Linked DNA regions of Pelodiscus sinensis: region 2 is linked to region 1. The links are chromatin contacts, called in public Hi-C maps. All regions are on one chromosome and are shown on one strand. The core of a region is the stretch at or near the end of the contact, and the rest is flanking DNA. Distances in the headings are between cores, read along the strand shown. Region 1 holds the start of ATXN10 (ataxin 10). Region 2 holds the start of WNT7B (Wnt family member 7B).

What was found. Hi-C and Micro-C count contacts between places; a contact is called where the count stands out from the background.
Region 2: a contact with region 1 is called in a Hi-C map of liver, with 6 times the contacts expected there. The contact joins the promoter of WNT7B here to the promoter of ATXN10 in region 1. A contact is called at or near these places in 2 of 5 Hi-C or Micro-C datasets (liver and an unstated tissue).

What each region holds. Positions count from the first base shown.
Region 1 is chr1:124,139,094-124,144,108 of ASM4963464v1, forward strand. It overlaps ATXN10 (ataxin 10), which reads left to right and starts at 2,586. Exons shown (of 11, transcript XM_006127756.4): 1 at 2,586-2,740.
Region 2 is chr1:124,526,471-124,531,485 of ASM4963464v1, forward strand. It overlaps WNT7B (Wnt family member 7B), which reads right to left and starts at 2,015. Exons shown (of 5, transcript XM_075900022.1): 1 at 1,327-2,015.

The sequences.
Region 1 (5,015 bases), core at 1,336-3,835:
AAGGAGGCAAAGAAACACACAAACTAGAGAATGAGAGAGGGAGTGCCTGAGCCCTTGGAAGGTGCCCTCCCCCCTACTGTTTCCTCTCCCCCAAATACCCCAGGAGCCACCCCCTATGAGGCTGCTCCCCCCCAGAAGCAGGGCTGTGTGGGGGTAGGATGGTACAACCACCCAGGAATGGGGATTCCCCCACCCACACTCCACCCCCCAACAACCTCCAACCCCCCTTCTCGAGGGTCCCCCATTATCTAGGACTCTCCCCCTTTCTTTCCCCCCCATGCAGGGACTGCAGCCTGAGAGTGCCTTACCACTATGAGGAGGGCCCCAACAGTGGACTTCTCCATGCTGAACTGGTTGCCCAGTAGCTGTTGGGGGTGGTGAACTTCCAGTGATGGCGACCTGCTTCTCCACAGGCATGGCAGGCCACAGGTAGGTGTCGCTTCTCTGGAGGGTGGGGGCGAGCAAGGCACACAGCTCCTAAAAAGTGGCCTTCCACATGTAGAAGTTTTGGAGCCACTGCTGGTCGTCCCGCCGCTCCATGAACAGCCAGTCCCACCAGTTGGAACTGGTGTCCATCCTCCAGAAACACCTCTCCACAGTGGGTTTTGATTGAAGAATATAGCTCCTGAACCCAGGGAGACGGTCCCCAGAATGAGCTTGGGGTCAAGTTCATGCAGGACCAGGAAGGCAGCTGGCAAAAAGTGCTGCAAAAACTGCAGCACGGCCGTGTGGAGCCATTGCATGCCCAGGGGCACCTCCGGCTCCATGGCACAAAGAACAAAGCTGTGGCATCCAAAAACAAAACAGGGCAACCACAGAAGGCACTGCGAGAGCTTTGCTGTCGCTCGAAGAGGTAGCAAGCACGCAGCAGAAGCAGAGGAACAGCTGTCCAGGGGGATCCCTTTAAGCATGTGTCTCTGCAAGGCTCAGGTACCAGCACTTGGAAGCAACTGGTGACCTAAAGCCCTGGCTGAAGTGGTTCTGGATGGCCTTTTATGCGAGAGAGCGTCTAATCAGTGTGGACGCTTTCTTTCAAAAAAGTGCATCCCTTTTTCGAATAAGTTTCTCTTCTGAAAAAAAGCTTCTTCTGAAAGAAGCCTGCAGTCTAGACATAGACTTTGCGGGATCAGGAAGGCCCAGAGCCATCTTAAAACCAGAATATTTATCTAAAACCCCTTTATGCACACTTTTCCAGGGGATGAGATGGAGCGAGTAGTTTTGTTACAGCTGGAACCAATGTACCTAATCAGCCCCATTGTTCTCCTAAACACTGTTCCCATGGAAAACATGCAATGCCTAAACAGTAGCATTTTTCCCTGCTAAAGATATTAACTTAAATGCCTAATTCAAAAGCATCCATTCAAGATCTTGTAGGAAATGTCAGTCTGTCGCACCTCCTTTTACTGACTCCTAGTAGGTCTGTAAAAATATTTTCCTCTTTGTGAGACGCTTGGCCTGCAATAGAGCAAATTAAAATACTGTTTAGGTAAAATGACACAATGAAATGACTGAAAAGGTCTGACTGTGACTTTTGCAAAAAAATGGCCTAATAGACGAAGAACCAGATTATATTAAATTCACTTCTTTGGAAGCGAGAGATCAATAGGGGTGCGCCTGCACTGCACTGTTATTTCGAGATAACTAGCGTTATTTTGAAATAACAATGAGAGCACCTACACAGCCATTCTGTTAATGGACAGCTTATTCTGAAATCTGTAAACCTCATTCTGCAAGGAATAATGCCTATTCCAAAATAGCTATTTTGAAATATGGCATGTGTAGAAGCTCCAGTGCTGCTATTTCAAAATAGCCCCTCACCAGGACCGTTCTAAGTTATTCTTTCCCAGTGTCTCCTAGGGTTCTAAATTGAGATAGCATGTCTACATTAGGGAAGCCTTCCTCGGTCTAATTTTGAGACTTCCCTGCAGTGTAGATGTGCTTTTTCGAAGTAAGTTATTTCAGAATAACTGTTCCAGAATAGCTTATTTCAAAATAAGAATGCAGTGTAGACATACCCTAGGTGATCAGCAAAGATTGTGATGTAAATAAGTTATATTGAATATGTCTATAATGATTCTGAGGTTAAGCCTGTGTTTATTTGTTTATTGTGCATCTATATCAAGAATTTTTTTTATTTAAAACATCATCTGGCACACACTTTTATTTGCCATGTAAACCACATTGTTTGACAAGTCTCCTTGCTGTTTTTGATCCTGCAGAATAGTGTAAGGAAGTTCATGCTTGAGCTGTATCTGCTGAGGGGAGTTTCCAGGGCTATCCATCCATCATTTCTCAGGAACACTACATTCGCTGGGGCCCTGACTCTCCAGTGCTTTCTACCTTGTACTGCCATTCGCACATATGCTCATTCCTGATGTTCATGCCCATGTCGATACTATCGCAGACAGGGAAAGAAGAGAAGTGATTTTGCTTCCTCATGGCAGCCTTAATTTGTGCTCCTGCTACAATGGTCTCTCTGGGAGTTCGCTGTGGTGCAGACCTGTCAGGATTTAAGAATATCTGAGCTGCTTTCCCCACAACTCTGACTTGTTTGAACAAGATTATTTTGCAATGAAGGGAGGGGTAGAGGACTGGGTTCATAGTTCCCGTAAAAGTCATCTTCTGCCAAGGTATTGGAGAAGCTGGGAAAGTGGCCATGCAACTGCTTTGCAAACATACCCTCCTTCCTCCATATACACCAGCACAAAGGGGACCACGAAACATCTGTGAATCCAGTCATGTGAGTGCTAAGTCAGTGTAAAAAGCTACCATATCGGAGTATGCATTTTTGCACATGTGTAAATGAGCCTACAACACACAAGGTGGTGGAGAATCAGGCTCTGTTTAAAAGGAAGATGGGGGTAGAGAGGCAGAAACTAGTCTTTTGTAGCTTAATGAATTTGTTGGAAAGCGGTGGATGATATTTCAAGATAAAATGAGTAAATTTGGTGCTTCTCTGTTAAGACTGAGGGCATTGTTAGAAGCGTCCTGTGAATTGGGTGATTGAGTAAGATGTTGATGAGTGTTTAAATTTCAGGTATCATTAGTAATGGGGAGAAAAGAAAAGATCAAAAATGACCTATTCAGGACAAACCAATTCATTATTTCCTCCTTTATAAACAATGAGAAAGGGAAAAGTGTTCTCTTGAGAAACTGTATGCATTTCCTTAAGAGGGTGTACTTTAGATCAAGGATAGACTAAATTATGTATGATGTTCAGGTCGCTAAGGAAACAGTGCATTTTTATGAATACCAAAGCAAACAGATATATAAACCCAGAGTAAATCATTAATTTATATCACTATTTTTTAGTTGGGTTGGAGTGGCTTGGATATTATAACCTTTCTTTATTTAATATTTCAAAAGTGTTCTTTTGTTTAAAAGTAAACATTGCCTTTTTTTGGACAGTTATGCTCATTTTTTATTGCCCTCCTTGAGAAATAACTAGTTATTGATGTTATTTGTGAATCAAATAAAGCAGTGGGGCTTTGATTTATGAAGGTACTTAAACACATGCCTAATTTTAAGGGTAGTCCCATTGTAAGAACATTGTAGAACTACTCACATTTTTACAGTTAAGCATGCATTAAAGTTCTCTGTTGAATTAGGGTCTAAATTAGTTAGTAGTGGCATGTTCCATGTTTGTTTAATTGTAATAATGATTTCTTGTAATGAGCAGCTTCTTAACTATTTTATTTTTGAACCCAGTGTTGTGAAAGAAAAGCAGATGTGGTCGTGGTTGAATACACCCTTTCCTGACCCAACTGTCTTACATGTTTTAAGCCTTCTTCAGCAAGGGCACTAGTTTTCTTTTAAGCTAACTGGGCCCAATCCTGAAGACCTTCCTCAAGGTTGGATCCTGTGAAGTTCTGAGTGTCTGCTCACCTTGAAGGATCACAACTTATGACTTGATCCTGAGATGTGGTGACCACTGCTATGTTCTTTGACTAACATGATAATTATAGGGGATTTACTCCTTTGGGACTCCAGCCACTATTTAGGTGACACTCCTGCTTTCATCAGTGCCCAACTAAGAACTGAGCTAGATCCTGAGGGATGCTAAGCACCTGAAACTTTCACTGCTATCATTATGAAAGGCAGATATTCAAGACATTTAGAATTTGGTCCACTAACAGAAGATTAACTCTATTCCATTATATATAACTTTCTTATTTCTTTTGGAGAATAAATTATGGTTAAAGAATGATTGAAGAATTTGTAATTAAAGAATTATCAGAGTGGCTTTTATTACCCTAAGACCTAGAGAGACAAATTCTTCTCTGACAAGCTACAAATCTGATGTAACTCCACTTATGTTAAATTTTCTTCTGCTTTACATGATGTACACTGTATGGAAACGATTACACTTATACCTTTAAAAAATACCCAAAGAAAGTTATTGCTATAGATATGGTGCTTAACTTTCATATTCATTGCACCTTCCATATTGCCACTAGTGAAACACCATTTCCATTTATAATGCTTTGTCTCTTAGAATTTTCCTTTTCTGCAAGTTCTTTTCCTATTTTTCAGTTTATTAGGAATAACACATGATTATGGTACTTCATTCTCCATTGGTGACACCACACCCCAGGTTGTGAAGTGATGTGTAAGTGAGAGAGTGATATGGAACTGATACTTGGCTAAGGCCTGGCACGTTATGAAGGAGAAACTGCACTGATTTTGGAAGCTCTGAAATCTCCCCCCCCCCCCACCTTCAATGATCATGCCATCACTAAGTCATTGTTGACAGTTCCCTGAACAGATTCTTTCTTTGGGTAATTAGTCTCCATGCAGCATGAATAGACTAGTTTTCTGTCAAGACACTGAATTTTAGCTGACAAATTAGACAGATTCCCTAAGGCAAGAGTTTTATGCAGCTTTGCCATTCTCACTAAAAATGTGATTTATAATAGATTCCTCTTTACTCGGCACTCCCTTCTTCAGGAATGAAGGCACACACCATACCCGGATTCCCTGTTGAACAACACAGAAGTGTACAAACCTTTGTCTTC
Region 2 (5,015 bases), core at 765-3,264, 390 kb after region 1:
CTTACCATCTACCTCGGGCTGGGACTTCTGGTCTCTGCCCTGCAAGGGACTGCACCACTTTCTGGAGCTGCGCCGCTTGCAGGGCGCGCTGCTCAGTAGCATGTTGGGTGTTGTGGCCCTGTTTAAAAAGTCACTCTCAAAGGAAGAGGAGGGCGAGGGCTACCTGAGGCAGCGTGTGCTCCAAAGCTCGCTCACATCCTGGCTTGGCTAGAGGCGGACGGGGCTGGGAGCTCATCGCTCGTCTATTACCAGTAGGCACTCTGCACCGCGTGTGGAGCGACGTATGGCTGAGTGTTTCTGCCTGCGCTGAGTGTAATTATCCTCAATTTAATATAATTGCAGCAGCAGCGCCTCCCAGCTCTCTCCCCCCCCCACCGCCATTGATTTCAAGCCGAGAAGCAAGAATTTTCAGATTACAACTCACCTTATGCATTCTTGATCACTTAAAAAAAAATCCCGCAGCTATGCTAAGGCAGGCTCTTTTAAGAGGCTGCAGCTCGACAGGTAGGAACTCGGCTGGGACTCAGGAATGTGGAAATACAACTCAAGTCAGCCTCCTGCGAGAGCGATATTCATAAGGCTCTCCAGGTGAGCGAGAGCGAGCGAGGGAAACTTGGCAACTCAAATAACATAGCGATCTAGATCGCTGTGGTCAAACAACAAAGCGCAGATTTGGCTTCCCAGTCGCCCAGCTGAAACGTGGCCTGGCGGGGCTGCAGAGTCAATCAGCTGCGCGGCTGCTCTTCGTTTCTGGGGTGGGCCGGGGTTGTTTTATCAGGGAGGTAGACGGACCAGTTGTCAAGTTAATTTCAACACGTCCGGGTGATGGATAGAAAGGCAAATGGTGTCTAGGCCTGCATTTAAAAAAAATTCCCCGCGAGCAGGTTCAGACCAGGGATTCCTCCTCTCCCCCTCCTCCTTTTCTGTCGACTATTTAAACTCTATTGTCTCATCACAGGAGCTGGGCTCGCTCCGTCAGATTTCTGAGGGACGGGGCTTGTGTGCCAGAGATAATATTTAGACTCGATTAAATAGTACGAAATAAAAGAATCCCTCCTCACAGCCCGGCTGGTCCCTGGAGTCTGAAAGTTACTGTCGCTTCTATCTTTCGCTCTCCTTTAAAGCAGGGACGGTCTGATGCGATTCACAAAAAAAGCACTTAACAGAAATACACGTTCTCCCTTTTTTTGTTTGCGGATGAATGGGAACCTTCAATCCTTCTTCACAGGCAAGGAGAGACAAACGTTACACATTTCTGGCACTATATTTTGCCCACAGATTTGATCCCCAAAGCAGAGCATTACTGTGCACAAACACTTGACTTACCCTAATTTGACATAGATGACTCCAAAGCATAGAAACACGTAGAAAATCCACTTGCGAAAGTTTCTGTGCATGATCTAGAGAATGGACTGAGCCATAAAAATGCACAAAAAGTAGAACTGATCTCTGCCGATTAAATCCCAGTCAAGAGCATTTCGGAGGCTACCCAAAAACTGAGCCGGTCGAACTGTGTTAAAAACTCGACAACGTTCAGACAAGATTTTTTTTCTAAAACCATGGTGACCAAAACTGACTCTGATACTGGGGAGGAAAAGGGGGCAGAAAGAGTTTCTCAAAAAGTCAAAACAAAAACCCAGGACAGTCTGGGGGAGAAAATGAGCAAGCTCTAATCTTGATCAACTACCTTATAGCGCCCTCAAGTTCAATGTGTTTTTACTTGTTCTGACTTCCCCAGGTGACACTACGTATCTTGCAAGCTGTGGCTCCAGGTAGGAGGAGGATCTCTTTCACTCACACTTTCACTCTCTCTCTTTCTCCTCCCCTCCTGTCCCCACCCCATGTGTTTCAGAATCTACCGCATCTCATCTCTCCACACACAGATGCAATGCAATAAAGCATTCACTAAAGCATTTGTCTCTCGCAGAGCAGGGTGGCTTGCTTGTTTATTTATTTCGCATAACAGATGGAAGAAGCGTGCGTTTTAAAAATATCCGAGAAAGCCAGCTCTTCCGTATCTGTGTAGATGTTATACAATAGAGAGTGTGTCTAGACACCTGAATATGTGTGTACCGGCTGACACGCCCATCACTGAATGGGGTGGTAGCTATATACAGTCTTGCAAAACCAGAAAGCATTCTCCTCCTTTAAACATTTCCCTGTTTCGCAGTGAGGTTTCAGTTAGCCAGTTCGGTTTGTCTCAGGGTGCATAGAGATGAATACTTCGCAACGTATGTTCAGTCATTGATACGCAAGCCTATGTAGGCGTCGAGTTATTTAATCTCACTAATTTTTAGATCTGTTCGATTTACAATCTGTGGGAATGGCTGGTCTGATATACTGTAATATATGTGTATTTGTCTCTATGCCTGTATCTGTAGGCATGTGCATATATAAATAACTCACATACACACTCAGCTGTGTGTTTAAGATATCCATACACACACCTATGCATACACACACATGCGCATATGTTAAACCTGTCTGCACTTTCCAAAGCGAAACAGAGACACACATACCGATACAAATGTAAACAAGAGCAGAGAGTGAACACAGAACTAATTGTAAACCATCTTCCTTTGACTGATAAAGCATTTTTGTAAATGCATCAGTCTGCGCTGCTTGCATATGCTGCCAAACTGTACATCGTTTTCGAGGTGACCCGAAACATTAACTAGCTAAGAAGCTCTGGGTTTTCGTGCCCTGAGTCACAATCAATGGTAACTTCATTCATGCACCCACTTGGCAGCTCTCGTTAAAACTCTCGGAGAGCTGCCCCTGTATAAGAACATCAGTTTTAGAGGAGGCATGAGCAGCAAGGTGCTAACAAAATGACCACAGAAATGGAGCAAAGTGAAACAAGAAAACCGTGCAGTGGTGTTGATTTTCTATATTTCTCTAGCTCGTGTGGAGTGAGGGAGAAACCAGTCAGACAGTGAGTGAGCCTAACGTTTTTTTTCCAGGATTAAGCTCAATTATCCCTCGCTGCTGCTCAGTGAAACTATTCCGTCTTTCCCCCAGGAAAGCCTCACGTTTTATTCTTTAATAAGCAACCACCTGAATGTTTATAGGCAACCAGTCCTCCCCAGGTAGCTTCTTGCACGTATTTCCTTATCTGCGATCATTTCTTTTAATGCTGTTTTTAATATCTTGGGCAATCTTGTCCTTACTGATTTTCTGCCATGCTCACTGTAACTGGTTTCAGTACTTGTTCTCACAAAGGTGACCACAGACGCCTCTTTGAAAACACATGCGGGTAAAACAGTTTTCGTATTCTGATCCACACTGCTGATCGCTCAGACCCTCAAATCTTCAACCAAGAATTGTTAGGAAAACATCCTTCAGTCTGCACCACCCTTTCTCCCAGGTTTTGTAATTGTCAGAGCTTTTCAGAACAGAGTTGTAATTACACACACACACACACACACACACACACACACACACACACACACACACACACACACACACACACACACACACACACACACACACGGATTTAGACCTAGCCTTTCTGCTGGGCATGTTCTGGAGCCCTCGGGTAGATGGGTGGTCCATACTGGAGATGCAAATGTCCCTTCCTTGCTTGGACAGACACAGTTAGCAAGTTTTCCAGAACAACCAGGGCTGACTGAAAAAGGTAATTTAGACCGTCAGCGGACTGTGGCAGGAGCGGAGATGCTGAAAGTAGATAGCTCACAAGATTTCGGTTTCCTAACCCGTCAAAATGCGTTTAGCAGCCGTAGGGGCGGGGGGGCAGAGGTTGGGTTGGGTGCTCGTCGCCCCCCCCCCCATGGAAATGAGACACATTCTGCTTTTCACCGGCCCGAGTCTGAGAGCTATGGGATAGCACTGCCACCTAGAGGAAGGCAGCGTTCAGCGCCGCAGCCTTGGTGCTGACAAGTTGTCTATAAACAGCGCCTCTGTGTGTTGTTATACCAAGAAGAGAACAGAGGCCAGAGAATAAGCCCGCGACTTTCTCTCCTGCGTAGCTCCCCACACTCTTGACACCTTTTTGTCTGCGATTTTTGCTGAAGCTGTGCATGGACCAAGAAGGCTCATTATCCAGTGTAAGTAAGGGGAGCAACTGTTCTTCTCCCTAGATACCCCACTGCACGCCCACTCCCCGCACTCAGTGCTGGGCGGGCAAATGGGACATGCAGTGAAAGGCGGGGTTTTAAAATCGTCTTGGATGGGAGCCTGGCTGATCGCTGGGGACATATGGGCCTGTAGATTTGAGAATGGTTCCTCAGGGGTTATAGCGCGGGAAGCGGTGACTTTCCAACAGAGAAACTTAAAAAACAACCAACAGTCTTGCAGCACTTTAGGGTACGTCTACCCAGCAACATAATTTCAAAATAAGGAGCCTTGTTTCAAAATAACTTAGTCCATGTCTTCACAGCAGGCAGTTATTTCAAAATAATGTCAAAATATTGTCAAGCTGGAGGATTTCTTACTCCGACTCCTAGAACCCTCAGGCTATGTCTTCACTGCAGTGTGCTGTGTTGGTCAAGAAGGCAAATAGAATGTTAGGAATTATTAAGAAAGGGATAGAAAATAAGACCCAGAATATCTTACTGCCCCTGTATAAAACTATGGTACGCCCACATCTTGAATACTGTGTACAGATGGGCTACGTCTACACTGGCCCCTTTTCCGGAAGGGGCATGTAAATTTCAGCAGTCGTCGTAAGGAAATCCGCGGGGGATTTAAATATCCCCCGCGGCATTTAAATAAAAATGTCCGCCGCTTTTTTCCGGCTTTTAAAAAAGCCGGAAAAGAGCGTCTAGACTGGCCCCGATCCTCCGGAAAAAGTGCCCTTTTCCGGAGGCTCTTATTCTTACTTTCAAAGTAAGAATAAGAGCCTCCGGAAAAGGGCACTTTTTCCGGAGGATCGGGGCCAGTCTAGACGCTCTTTTCCGGCTTTTTTAAAAGCCGGAAAAAAGCGGCGGACATTTTTATTTAAATGCCGCGGGGGATATTTAAATCCCCCGCGGATTTCCTTACGACGACTGCTG